2 separate regions of the Anas platyrhynchos genome follow, and region 2 is linked to region 1. A link is a contact called in public Hi-C data. All regions are on one chromosome and are shown on one strand. The core of a region is the stretch at or near the end of the contact, and the rest is flanking DNA. Distances in the headings are between cores, read along the strand shown.

Evidence for each region. Hi-C and Micro-C count contacts between places; a contact is called where the count stands out from the background.
Region 2: a contact with region 1 is called in a Hi-C map of skeletal muscle, with 1.9 times the contacts expected there. The contact joins the promoter of LOC101804334 here to the promoter of LOC119716995 in region 1. A contact is called at or near these places in 2 of 8 Hi-C or Micro-C datasets (skeletal muscle and subcutaneous adipose tissue).

What each region holds. Positions count from the first base shown.
Region 1 is chr36:3,185,670-3,191,734 of IASCAAS_PekinDuck_T2T, reverse strand. LOC119716995 reads left to right here and starts at 1,527. Exons shown (of 4, transcript XM_038179217.2): 1 at 1,527-1,649; 2 at 2,409-2,585; 3 at 2,682-2,884; 4 at 3,333-6,065. The coding sequence starts at 2,414. The coding sequence ends at 4,079.
Region 2 is chr36:3,381,983-3,387,909 of IASCAAS_PekinDuck_T2T, reverse strand. LOC101804334 reads left to right here and starts at 2,087. Exons shown (of 3, transcript XM_072032143.1): 1 at 2,087-2,109; 2 at 4,935-5,034. LOC101803440 reads left to right here. Exons shown (of 3, transcript XM_038179224.2): 3 at 1-462.

The DNA.
Region 1 (6,065 bases), core at 278-2,777:
GATACAGCTTGGGAACTGGGGCAGGAGGAAGGAGGCAGGCACATCCCAGGGGCACAGGGAAGGAGCAGCTTCGGGGATGCATCTGTGGGGTGGGCTTGGTATTGGGGCGCTGAGCAGGTGCAGGGATGAGCCCAGCCTCACACCCTCTGCTCCCCCCACCCGGTGCCAGAGTGCCACCCCCTCTATGCACAGAGCAGCACCCAGGGGCCCCTGGTATCTCCTGTGGGGCAAAGCCTGACTGGTGCCTGCTCCTCCTGCCCCTCCGGGTGCTGGGTGCTCTGCGTCTCAGCACTGTTTCCTTGGCAGGGCAACGCGCACGCACACATGCACACGTGTGTGTGTGTGTGTGTGTGTGCCACCAGCAGGGATCTGCCAGCCCCAGCTCAAAATAGACCCCGGGAGTGCTCCTGCAGAGGGGCCCAGATGTGAGTCAGGGTGGTGGGACACGGGGCCACTTGTGGGCAGGGAGGGGATGCCAGGGATGGTGGCAGAGGGGGCTCTGTGCGGGGACGGTGTCAGCCTGGGGTCAGTGCCCCCCATCTTTGGGCCATCAGCTGGGGCTGATCCCTGCACACACCCCAAAACCTGTCCCCGCACTGTCCTGCCCCACACCTGGGGGGTCTGGTGCCCACTGCTTGCTCCCACAGCTCCATAGGACCAGTGGGGAAAACCTCCATGGGAATAGGGGTAAACCTCAGGGGGCAGTGTGGTGAGACACTGGGGAGGGGGCACAGAAGGGGCCAGACATGGAAGTGGGGAAACTGAGGCAGAGGAGGGACAAACATGCAGCAAGTGTTGGCCAGGCTGGGGCTGTGGCCTTGTGGGGTGGTAACAGTGGCCAGGGAGCTGCTGCAAGCAGGGGACAGGGGAGTGACGGTGTGGGGGGTGCTGCTGGAGGTGTCCTGTGGGGGAGTCAGTGGTTTGGGGATGTCGAGGAGCTGTGACGTTCATGCTGACATTAGCAGTGCACTGGTACAGAGTGCTCCATGCCATGTGTCTGTCCATCCCTGCACCGTCCATCCGTCCAAGCAGGGTGCCTGTCCCACACACCACACTTTGTCCAGCCGCCCCTGCAAGCTGTCCTCTGCTCTGTCCATCCATCCATCCATCCCACACAGCTCCCTGTCCATCTGTCCCCCCCACACTCTGCTCCTTCTTTCGGCTGTCCCTTCCCGCAGGTCTGCCCACCCACCCACACACCCAGACCTGTCTGTTCCCCCCGTGCCATGCCCCATGTCTGTCTGTCTGTCCATGCCCTCGGTGCTCTCTCCACCTGGCCATGCACCATGCTCCACGTGCCCCTGCCTGCTGTGCTCCATCCCGCCTGTCCCCACCTGGACTGCCCCGTCTGTCTTTTCCTTTCCATACTCCCTTCTGTCCGTCAGTCCCCCCGTGCCTCTCTCCATCCTGTCCGTCTGTCCCCACGCAATGCCCCGTCCGTCCTGCCCCTGCCTATGTTTGGAGGTCGGCACGCGTTGCGCCTGACACATGTTCCCAGCCCAAGCGGGAGAGATTAGCGCGGGCCGGCGCTGCCCTGGGTCCAGCGGCGTCGGAGAGCGCAGGAAAATCTGAGTCACGGCTCCGGGCTCCGGGGCGGCTGCGGGGCCGGTGGCACTGCGCTGTGCCCCAGGGACAGCGCAGAGACACCGGTGAGCCTCACGCCGCTCGGGCCGTCCCTGTGCAACCCCAGCAGACGCTGGCTTTCGCTCTGCGGCTTTCTTGCATGGCTCAGCCCCCTTGGCGGGGGGACAGGGAGGGGGGAACAGGGCTGTTGTTCCTGCCCCGTGCACCCCGGGGGTGGCTGTGACTCCCCTGTGGCTGTGCCGGTGCAGGGGGCTGCAGCCAGCGGGATGGGAGAAGGGTCCGGGTCCTGCTTCACAGCTGAGGATGGAGGAGAGAAGGGCAGGGAGTGGGCAAAGGGCAGAGCCAGCACTCACCCCTTGCTGTGGGGGGATGTGGGGTGGGATGTGGGGCTGTCCGTGGGGGCAGAGCAAGCTGGTTGGGCTGCGTTGGGCTAACTGGTTTGGGCTGGGCTGGACTAGGCTAGAATGAGTTGGACTGGGCTAGGCTGCATTGGACTGGGCTGGGCTGGAATGAGCAGGACTGGGATGGACTGAAGAGGACTGGACCTCGCGCTTCACTAGACTGAGCTGAGCTAGACTGGACTGGACTGGGCAGCAGTGGGCTGGACTGGGCTAACTGGGTTGGACTGGGTTAGACTGGGTTGGACTGGGCAGCATTGGGCTGGGAGAGCTGAATGGGACTGAAGAGGGCTGTACTGGTGTGGGCTGCGCTCAGCTGGACTAAGATGGACTGGACTGGGCAGCACCAGCTGGGTGTCCCCAGGCTTCCCCTGTGTGCGATGGGGGGGGGACATCACACTAGCGTGGGGTGCTTTGGCTCTGCAGGGCCCATGGAGGAGTCAGAAGAGGACGGGGAGGACAACGAGGTGTTCCTGGAGCAGCTGATGGTGCAGACGGGCCAGGCCGTGCCACGGCAGGAGCTGGAGGAGCAGTACACCGTGCTGGAGGAGCTGGGCAGCGGCACCTACGGCCGTGTGGTGCTCACCGAGCCCCGGGATGGTGGTGAGGAGCTTTGGGGGGGTCCCTGTCCTGATTCACCCCGTGGCCACTTCACCCCTAGCATCCCTCCGAGCTGCTGACCCTCTCCACGCTTCTCAGGCTCACCGGTGGTCCTCAAGCTGATGCTGAAGGAGAACACGGAGTGGAGGGCGTTCCTGCGGGAGTACTGCATCGCCCTGTGCCTCTCTGGCCATGCTGCCTGCATCCGTGCTCTGCCTGTCGCCTTCGAGAGCGCCACGCACTTTGCCTTCGGGCAGGAGCTCGCTCCTGCTGGGGACCTGTGCACCCTCCTCACCCCAGGGGTGCGTGAAGTTCAGGGACTCTGACAAAGATTGGGGGGCTGCTGGGGGGCTGCTGGGGAGGGAATAGGGAGGAGAAGGTACTGGGGTGGCTTTGGTAGGGGGTGCAGGGAGGGGGCAGGAACCCTCACCCTCACCCTCACCCTCACCCTCACCCTAACTCTCACCCTACCCCTACCCCTACCCCTACCCCTACCCCTACCCCTACCCCTACCCCTACCCCTACCCCTACCCCTACCCCTACCCCTACCCCTACCCCTACCCCTACCCCTACCCCTACCCCTACCCCTACCCCAACCAACCTCTTGTTGTGAATTGGGACACACTTGGCAGCACGGGGATGTGTCTGGGGGCTGCTATGGGGTGAAGCCCATGCTGGTGGTACCAGTCAGGGTGCTGGGGGCTGCAGCACGCCCTGTGGCAGGTGGTGACAGTGCTGACGTTCCTGCAGGAGGGCCTGGCGGAGGTGCTGGTGAAACGCTGCGCCTCCCAGCTGGCGGAGGCTCTGGATTTCATGCACAGCCGGGCCCTGGTCCACCGGGACGTCAAGCTGGACAATGTGCTGCTCTTCGACCGTGAGTGCCGGCGGGTGAAGCTGGGCGACTTCGGGCTCACCCGCCTGCAGGGCTCTGCCATTCGTGCCATGTCCAGCACCCTGCCCTATTCCCCACCAGAGCTCTGCCTGCTCCAGGGCTCGGACACGCTGGAGCTGGACTCCAGCCTCGATGTCTGGGCCTTTGCCGTCCTGCTCTTCTGCCTCTGCACTGGCTGCTTCCCCTGGGCTGTGGCTGCCAGCCCTGACCCCCAGTTTGAGGACTTCAGTGCCTGGCAGAGCGGTGCGGAGGGGCGGGAGGCGCCTCCATCCTGGCAGGGCTTTGCTTATGGGGCACAGGAGATGTTCCGTCGCCTGCTGAGGCTGGACCCTGACCGCCGGAGCCCAGCCATCGAGGTACAGAAATACCTGTCCCTGCCGTGGCTGACAGCACAGGACACCGGGGCTCGGCTGGATGGTGGCGACAGGCAGGAGGCAGCAGCAGGCAGCCCCCAGGTCCCCATTACCCAGGGCTGTGCCCCAGCCAGTGGCTCAGGAGGGAGTGTGAGGGATGCTGCAGGTGCTGGGGAGCAGGGTGATGGCAGCTGCAGTAGCGGGGAGGGTGTACCCACACCACCCGCAGGTACCCTCGCCCTGTGCCACTAGTCAGCATCTCCATCAGCCACGGGGACAGGCAGCAAGGGGGGTTCTGAGGTCTGGGCCAGGGTCTTCTTGTGGGCTGGGGTGAAAACTTGGTCCACACGCGGCACCCTGGGTGTAAGGGTCAGAGGCAGCAAGCAGTGCTAGAAAAGTGCTGCAGGCAAGGGAAGGAGAAGAAATGCTCAGGGCAGCATTTTTGGCGGGGAGGAGGAGGGGGGTCAGGGATGCCAGTCCCATCTCAGCGCCTCGCCTGCTGCTAATGAACATCACTCATGATGACAAAATGCCTGATTAACACATGTGCTAGGGTGGCAAGGAGAAGCCAAGGGAAAAGCAGCCAAAGGTTGACAGATAAGTGGGAAGAGAGCAATCAGTCAGAAATCATTAAGGCTGGTGCAAGGCCTTGGTAGGAGCAGCTGCAAAAACAGCTCAGTAACAGCAGGGGAACCCAGAAATGGGTCCAACCTCCCCTACTCACACGTGTGTGTGAGGAGGCTGTCATCCCTGCTGTAATTAGTTAAGATGCCAAGCAGTCTCCTTGGGGTTAATGAGCCGAAGAACCAAGCATGAGCCCTCCAGGCACACAGCTGGGCTGGGAGGAGCCGCAGGGCGAATTTAGTGCTTGACGGAAACCTGATCAACGTGGGATTCAGCTCCCTCTGAGCTATGCAAGGCTCTGCCACAGGCAGGATAATCTGCACCACGAGGACTGGGTAATACAAAAGTCTGAAGAGAGCAGAGCGAATGAGCTGGGATGGCGCTGGATGTGGAGGAGGTGGCGTGGGGGTCAGGAGAATGGGCATCAGCAGCTCGAAGGGTGGCAGATGTCAGCAGAGGGGTTCCAGAGGTGAAGCCACTGTGGTCTGGGCTGTTTGCACCAAAGTGGAGCTCACCTGGTGTGAGCCCAGTGCGTGTCAGCTGGCCAAAAAAAACCTGCTCCCTCCAGGCTCACCCTGCTCTGCCCAGGGAGCCCAGAGGGGTGCTGAATGCTGCCACTGGCATGCCAGCCCTTCCCATCTCTCGTGGGAGCCCACCAGAAAGCTGGGGAGGGATTTATCAGGTTGTGTAGAGATAGGACAGGGGGTAACAGCTTTAAAATAAAAGGTGGTAGATTTAGATTAGATCTTAGGAAGCAATACTTCATGATGACAGTGGTCCAGGTCATGCAGAGAAGCTGGGGATGCCCCATCCCTGGAAGTGCTCAAGGTCAGGTTGGATGGGGCTTTGGGCAACCTGGTCTTGTGGGAGGTGTCCTGGGCACCTGGAAAGAGATGGTCTTTAAGGTGCCTCCCAGCCCAAACCATTGTTTGGTTCTGTGATCTCCTGCCAAGTGAGAGGAGCCCCGCTGCACAGAGGAAGGAGAGGTGCTGAGATGCTGAAAGTTAATAAAATTCTCTGTTGTTCTGCCTTTTTATAACCATGTTTTCCCACAAGCCCTGAATCTCCTCTGGGTGCCATGCTTGCAGAGCGAGGTATTGGAAGGGTATTGGACTCACAAGACAAGGAAAAGCAGACCCTTGTCTGATCAGAGCTGGAAAAGAAACCTCCCCCTGCCCCTGAAGTGCCCCTGCACAATAGAAATAAGGTCCTAAGGCAGGAGAAAGGAGACTCGGGGAGAAATAGTAAAGACCTCAGAAAGACCAACACACAGGGTGGACTCAGTCTCTCCCAACTGCATCCAAACCAGTGCCACAAAGAAGGCACGAAGGGTGTTAAGTCATTGGAGACTCGTCTACAAGAGGCACCAAGGCTCCCATTTGCCGTCCAGACTATCTCTCCACAGAGAATTTCTGCCTGCCTGGGGTCCAGATTCATGATATTAGGGCTAACAATTCTCTTGGGTCCGAAAGACCACCACACCTTCCTACACTTTCAAGTAGCAAGGCGATGCTCTAGCAAGGACATTCTGAAATATATAAAAGGATCTTATGTCCCTTGGAAAAATATTGAAGGGATGGGGAGCACAAGTAGTGTTCTCCTTTGGCCTCCCAG
Region 2 (5,927 bases), core at 838-3,337, 200 kb before region 1:
GTCCCCACGTTGGAAACCCAACAGTTTCTGCACAAAGCGTGCAGGTTTGGTTTTAATTTATGTGTCTCCTCTGATTTCATGCCCTTTTCACCAAGCCTGCCGACAAACTGGGCAGGCAACCCAAGAAACAAATCATTTTCAGATTTCACAGTGAAGTTTTACAGATCTCCATTCTCCAAAGCTGAGAAATTAGGAAATACTGAAGAAAAATAAATCAACACATTTCTCTGAGAGCTGCCCTTCATGCTTTTGGGGTTGATCATAACCACGGCAGAAGGAAGAAGGCAGTGAGGGCTCCAGCATCTCAAGTTTTCAGCCGTCACAATTTCCATTTCCTGAAATAAAATCTCTTGTCCAGACTGAGGGAGAACAATGGGTTTTTTTCGGTGCTGAATTCCCCGATAACGTGCACTGGCACTTTCTCCACCTGCTGGGATTGTGGCTCCTCAGATCAGTTTACCACAAACACACCCATCTTGCTTGGCACAACCTTCAGAAAAAGGAGGGGAGGCGGGGGAGGAATGGGAAAATACATTTTTTTTCAATATATATTTTTTCCTGTTAATTCTGTCCTGGTGACATCTGAAACCAGCTTTTCTTACAGTGAGTCACAGCCGACAAACTAAACACCCAGCTGCTCCGGGAGCTGCTGCTGGGGCTGCAGCAGGGGCGGGTTGCAGGAATTTGGGGCGATTTGTTGTGGTTTCAAGGCTGGCTGCCGGGCAGCTGGCACGCACTCCCTGCAGTCACTCATTGCTGTATTTTATTACTCTGTCTTCCGTGTGTTATGGTGGCTTTTGAGACCATGACGGGAGGGCAAAGTGCCTCGCTGGGGGTTAAAACAACTCACAGAGCTTCCGCATGGAATGAACATGGGCTTGCCTGGAAATCCCCGAGCACCAGGAATTGCAGAGGCACACAAACATGTGCTCCAAACACGTCCGTGCCTTGCACACACACGTTCCATACACATACATGTGCTCCAGGCATGTCTCTACAACACACATGTATTTAACATACGTGTGTGGTCCTGCACATCCCTGACATGCACATGCGTGTCCCCCACACACACGTGTCCCCCCCACACCCATGTCCAACACACACAGATCCTCCTGTAGATCCCTGCCATGCACATGTGTCCCACACATGCACATCCAACACGTCCCACATGCATCCTCCTGAACATCCCTGCCACACACGTGTTACCCACACATACGTATCTGACACACACGTGTCCCACACATGCGTGTCCCCATTTCCCAGACGCATCCCACACACACGTGTCCCCCACATGTGTCCCACACACATCCCCTACATACATGTCCTACACACACATGTCCCACAGATGAGTGTCCCACACTCACACATCCCACACACACGTCCCACACATGCATGTTCCACACACTCGTGTCCCCCCCACGCATGTCCCACATGTGTCCCACATGCACATGTCCCACAAACATATCCCACACACGTGTGCCCCACAAACATATCCCACACACGTGTGCCCCACAAACATATCCCACATGTGTCCCACACATACATGTCCCAAATATGTCCCACATATGTCCCACACACATGTGTGACCCACACACCCCACAACATGTCCCGCACACACATGTTCCACATGTGTCCTCCTGCACATCATTGCCACACACATGCATTACCCACAAACACATATCCCACACACAATATCCCCCACACACATGTCCCACGCTCATGCATGTCCCCACTGCCCCCCCACATGTCTGACGGCGCATGCCTGGGAGTATTGGTCGATAGTCAGCTGAATATGAGCCAGCAGCGTACTCAGGTGGCCAAGAAGGCCAACGGCATCCTGGCTTGTATCAGAAACAGTGTGACCAGCAGGGCTAGGGAAGTGATCGTCCCCCTGTACTCGGCTCTGGTGAGGCCGCACCTCGAGTACTGTGTTCAGTTTTGGGCCCCTCGCTACAAGAAGGACATCGAGGTGCTTGAGCGGGTCCAGAGAAGGGCGACGAAGCTGGTGAGGGTCCTGGAGAAAAAGTCCTACGAGGAGCGGCTGAGGGAGCTGGGCTTGTTCATCCTGGAGAAGAGGAGGCTCAGGGGCGACCTTATCACTCTCTACAGGTACCTTAAAGGAGGCTGTAGTGAGGTGGGGGTCGGTCTATTCTCCAACGTGCCTGGTGACAGTGATTCATGGAAGAACTCTACAACTCAAAGCAAATGAGTTATAAAGTAGGTATGTGGTTTATTTCGGCACCAGGCGCATGTGGGATAGCTCCCAAAGGCACACGCACCCTAACGCAGTGACTTGCTTTGGTTATTATGCTGCAAAGAGTTACATATGCGTGAAGTTTCCCAATAAGCCTATACATATTCATAACCTATCCCCGCTTTGTATTAAAATTAGCTCCAAGAAGTCATTTCCATAAACCCCTCCCGTCTGCGCCTGCGCGATGCCTTCTGCTAGTTGTTTTATTTGGGTGGGGGGGAGTCGTGGGGATGAAGGCCAATAACTCCTCTTCATCACCCCTGGCTGACCCCCTGCCTTTGTGCAGACTCGGCTGCTCCTTGGCTCTTGACCAAACCATAGGATCGGTCTCAGCTGTTTTTTGAGACGGGTTCCCCATTTTTGCCAGGAAACGTCCTCTGTGAGGGGCCCCTGAGACCCCTTGTTTCGGTTAATCTACACAGTAGTAAGCAAAGACACTCAGCAATATCTATTTTAATGATATTTTTCTGTTCTGGGCTTTAATAATTATGATTGTTTTATTTAAAAAGCATTAATGCGATTAAGCAACCCCCCATTCTTCTATCTGTGGCGTTAATAGATACCTTGAGGGAGGCTGCAGCAAGGTGGGGGCTGGTTTATTCTCTCACTGGTGACAGGACGAGGGGGAACGGGCTAAATTTGAGGTTTAGGTTGGATATTAGGAAGAACTTGTTTAACGAAGGGGTTGTGAGGCAGTGGGACGGGCTGCCCAGGGAGGGGGTGCAGCCACCACCCCTGGAGGTCTTTAGAAGACGTTAAGGTGTAGTGCTTAGTGCTGTGTTTTAGTGTAGGACTGGTTGGTGTTAGATCAGGGGCTGGACTGGGTGATCCTGAAGTCCCCCCCCACCCTCCATTACCCTGTGGCGTTATGCGCCCCCCCCCCCCCCCGCCACACGCAGCGCGCGGCGCTAACTGCGCATGCGCCTCTCCTCCCGCCCCCCCCCACGCTCTGCGCATGCGCTGCCTCTCCCCTCTCTGCCGCGCGCTCTGCGCATGCTCCCCCCTCCCAGCCTCTCTCCCCCCCTCCCTCTCCGTTCCCGCCGCCGTTGCCGCCGCCGGAAGTGACGTTCCCCGCGGCGCGGCGCGCGGCCGGAAGCGGCGGCGGAGGAGGCGGCACCGGCCGGATGTGAGGGGCGGCGGCGGGGCCCGGCGGGGGCGGCCCCGAGGTGAGGCCCGGGGGGGGGGCCTGGGGGGTACCGGGGGGATTGGGGGGTACCGGGGGTGCCCACGGTGGTGGGCAGGGGGCCGCGGCCCCGCTCCGCCGGAGCTGGGGGCGTTGAGGCCGGAGAGGGTCCGGGGAGAGCTGGGAGCGGCCTGGCCGTGCCTGAGGGGGCTTGGGTGTTAGGGGTGTGGGGATAGGGCAAGGGGAATGGGTTAAAAAAATTAGATTTGGGTTAGGTTTAAGGAAAAAAACCATCGCAGGGGGTGGCGGGGCGCTGGAGGAGGCTGCCCAGGGAATTGTGGCTGCCTTGTTCATAGGAATGTTCAAGGCCAGGCTGGATGGGGCTCTGGGCAGCCTGGGCTGGTGGGAGGGGTCCCAGCCCAGGGCAGGGGGATGAAATTAAATGGCTTTTAAGGTTCTTTCCATGCCAAAGCATCCTGCAGGGCTGTGTTGGTACTGGGGGCAGGGGATGGCTACAGGGAGGGTCTGGTTGTAATGCAGGGGGGCAGGCAGCGAGCTGACGGGGCTCACTTCGAGCTGACTGCCCACTGGGGAGGGGGAGGTCCTGAGGAAAGACCCCCACAGGGGCTGCCAAGCTCGCCTCTCTGCTTCAATTAACCCTGCCCATTCCCTGAGGTGGTGCCGTGGGGCTGGCAGCGCATCTTGGTTCCAGCCAGAGCACTGAAATGCTCCAGCTGCCTTGGGGAGGGGGGGGGAAAGGAATATTTTTTTTTCTCAGCCATTCCTACCGAGCTGCAGCTAATTCATCCTAATTCTCACCCATCTCTGCACTGTGCCTCTTCGCTCTGATGCCAGCACCATCCTTCAGTTTAAGCTGTTCTTTTTCCTCTCTGACACATATCCGTTCTCTGAGTTTTATCTTTGATTATCTTTACAGCCTGCAGTTAGCTCTTCCTTCTCAGCACCAGCTCAATGATGTTAGATAGCCGTGGGTAGGACACGTTCCCCTGACCAGTCCCAGGACTCCCTCTGCTCCTTCTCCAGCTCTCAACTGCTTTGCACCATCTTCTCCCAAGTGCTTTTCCCCAGGACTTTGCTTGGTGTCAGCACTGCCTGCACTGGGACTGCCTCTCCCACAGCGTTTTGATGCTTGTAGTCACTTTTAACCCCCAGATCTTCTCCACCTTGGCACTCAGAAGCTCTCTTTAAGCAGACGCCTGTTTTTCACCTTGCCCTTTCTGTTTCACCCCTTCCTGTCTCTTCAGCTCTCGAGGCCAGCAGGTATTTTCATCCCTTCCTGCATTACGAGTGGTCTCCTTAACTCTCCCCCAGTTCTGGGCCAAGGCTGTGGAAATCTCTTGGTCACAAACCATCATTTTCACAGCAGTCATTCCCATGCTGCCAGGCTGAGCCCTGGTGCAGCCCCACGGTCCTTTCCCCACACCCCTGTGGGCTCTGGGATGGCAGGGCTCGGGGCAGGCAATAAAACTGGCAAATTCAGCTGTCTCTGCGCACAAAACACCCATGTGTGACCTCTTGCCTGGTGTGGCCCCCTAGGTTTCCTGCTGTGACCATGCGCATGTGCCACCAAGAGCAGCCCTCTCCAACACCGCGTGGTTTAAACCGACTGCTGGAGGAGGATCCCTCGCAGCACGGGGTAAGTCAGTGTCTTGCTGAGTTCCTTTCCCCGTTAGGACTCTGTGCTTTGCATCCCATCTGTGCTGGGCACGAAAATCTGAGGCACAGCAGCAGTGGTTTGTTGTCTTACGTGAATTTATGGTGTTGGGTCAGCCTGGACTCTGCACCATCTCTTCCTCCACAAGCAAGCAATTCCTTTTTTTTTTTTTTTTTGTTGTTTTTTAAATACCTAGAGGTAAGTGTAGGTGTTGGTTACGGGGCTCAGAGTCTGCTCGGGGGATTTCTGGTCACCCTGAGGACTCAACCCAAAGTCTTGTGTGAGAGCTCTGAAGCCTCAATACAAGACCAGGAGTTATGGGCTTGAAAGGGAGGTCCAGATCCATCCCAGAAGGTGAGCAGGGCAGTCCTGAGCCCTTATCCTTGCTTCCAGCCTTATTTGTGCATGACAAATTAAGGGATGGACTGCCTGCGTGGTGAGGGAAGCAACTGGTACGTACCCATCTCAGCAGGAGATGAAAAGTGGTCACTTGGGTACAGATTTCTGCTGGTTTCATCCTTCACTGGCTTTCTTTGGTTCTAACCTTCTGATTCATTCAAATTCCCATCCCTTTCACCCTTTGCTGTGTGTGATCTATTTAACAACTACCTTCTTTTCCCTTGTTTTCAGCTTGCTACCTTCATAAACTAGCACGAGATGCCCTTCTGAGGCCCACCCTTGTTTGCAGCTGTGAGTGAGGGACTAACAAAGCTTCGGACTGATCATATTTTCTCTATGGCAATGAAACCAAATCTTGCATTGAAACCCACTCAGTTTTGTTGTGACTTTTTTTTTTTTTTGTAACTTGAGATTGAGTGGGGGCGGGAGGCACAGATAATAAGCAATGGATCTTGGAGCACCTTTTATTCATTAAG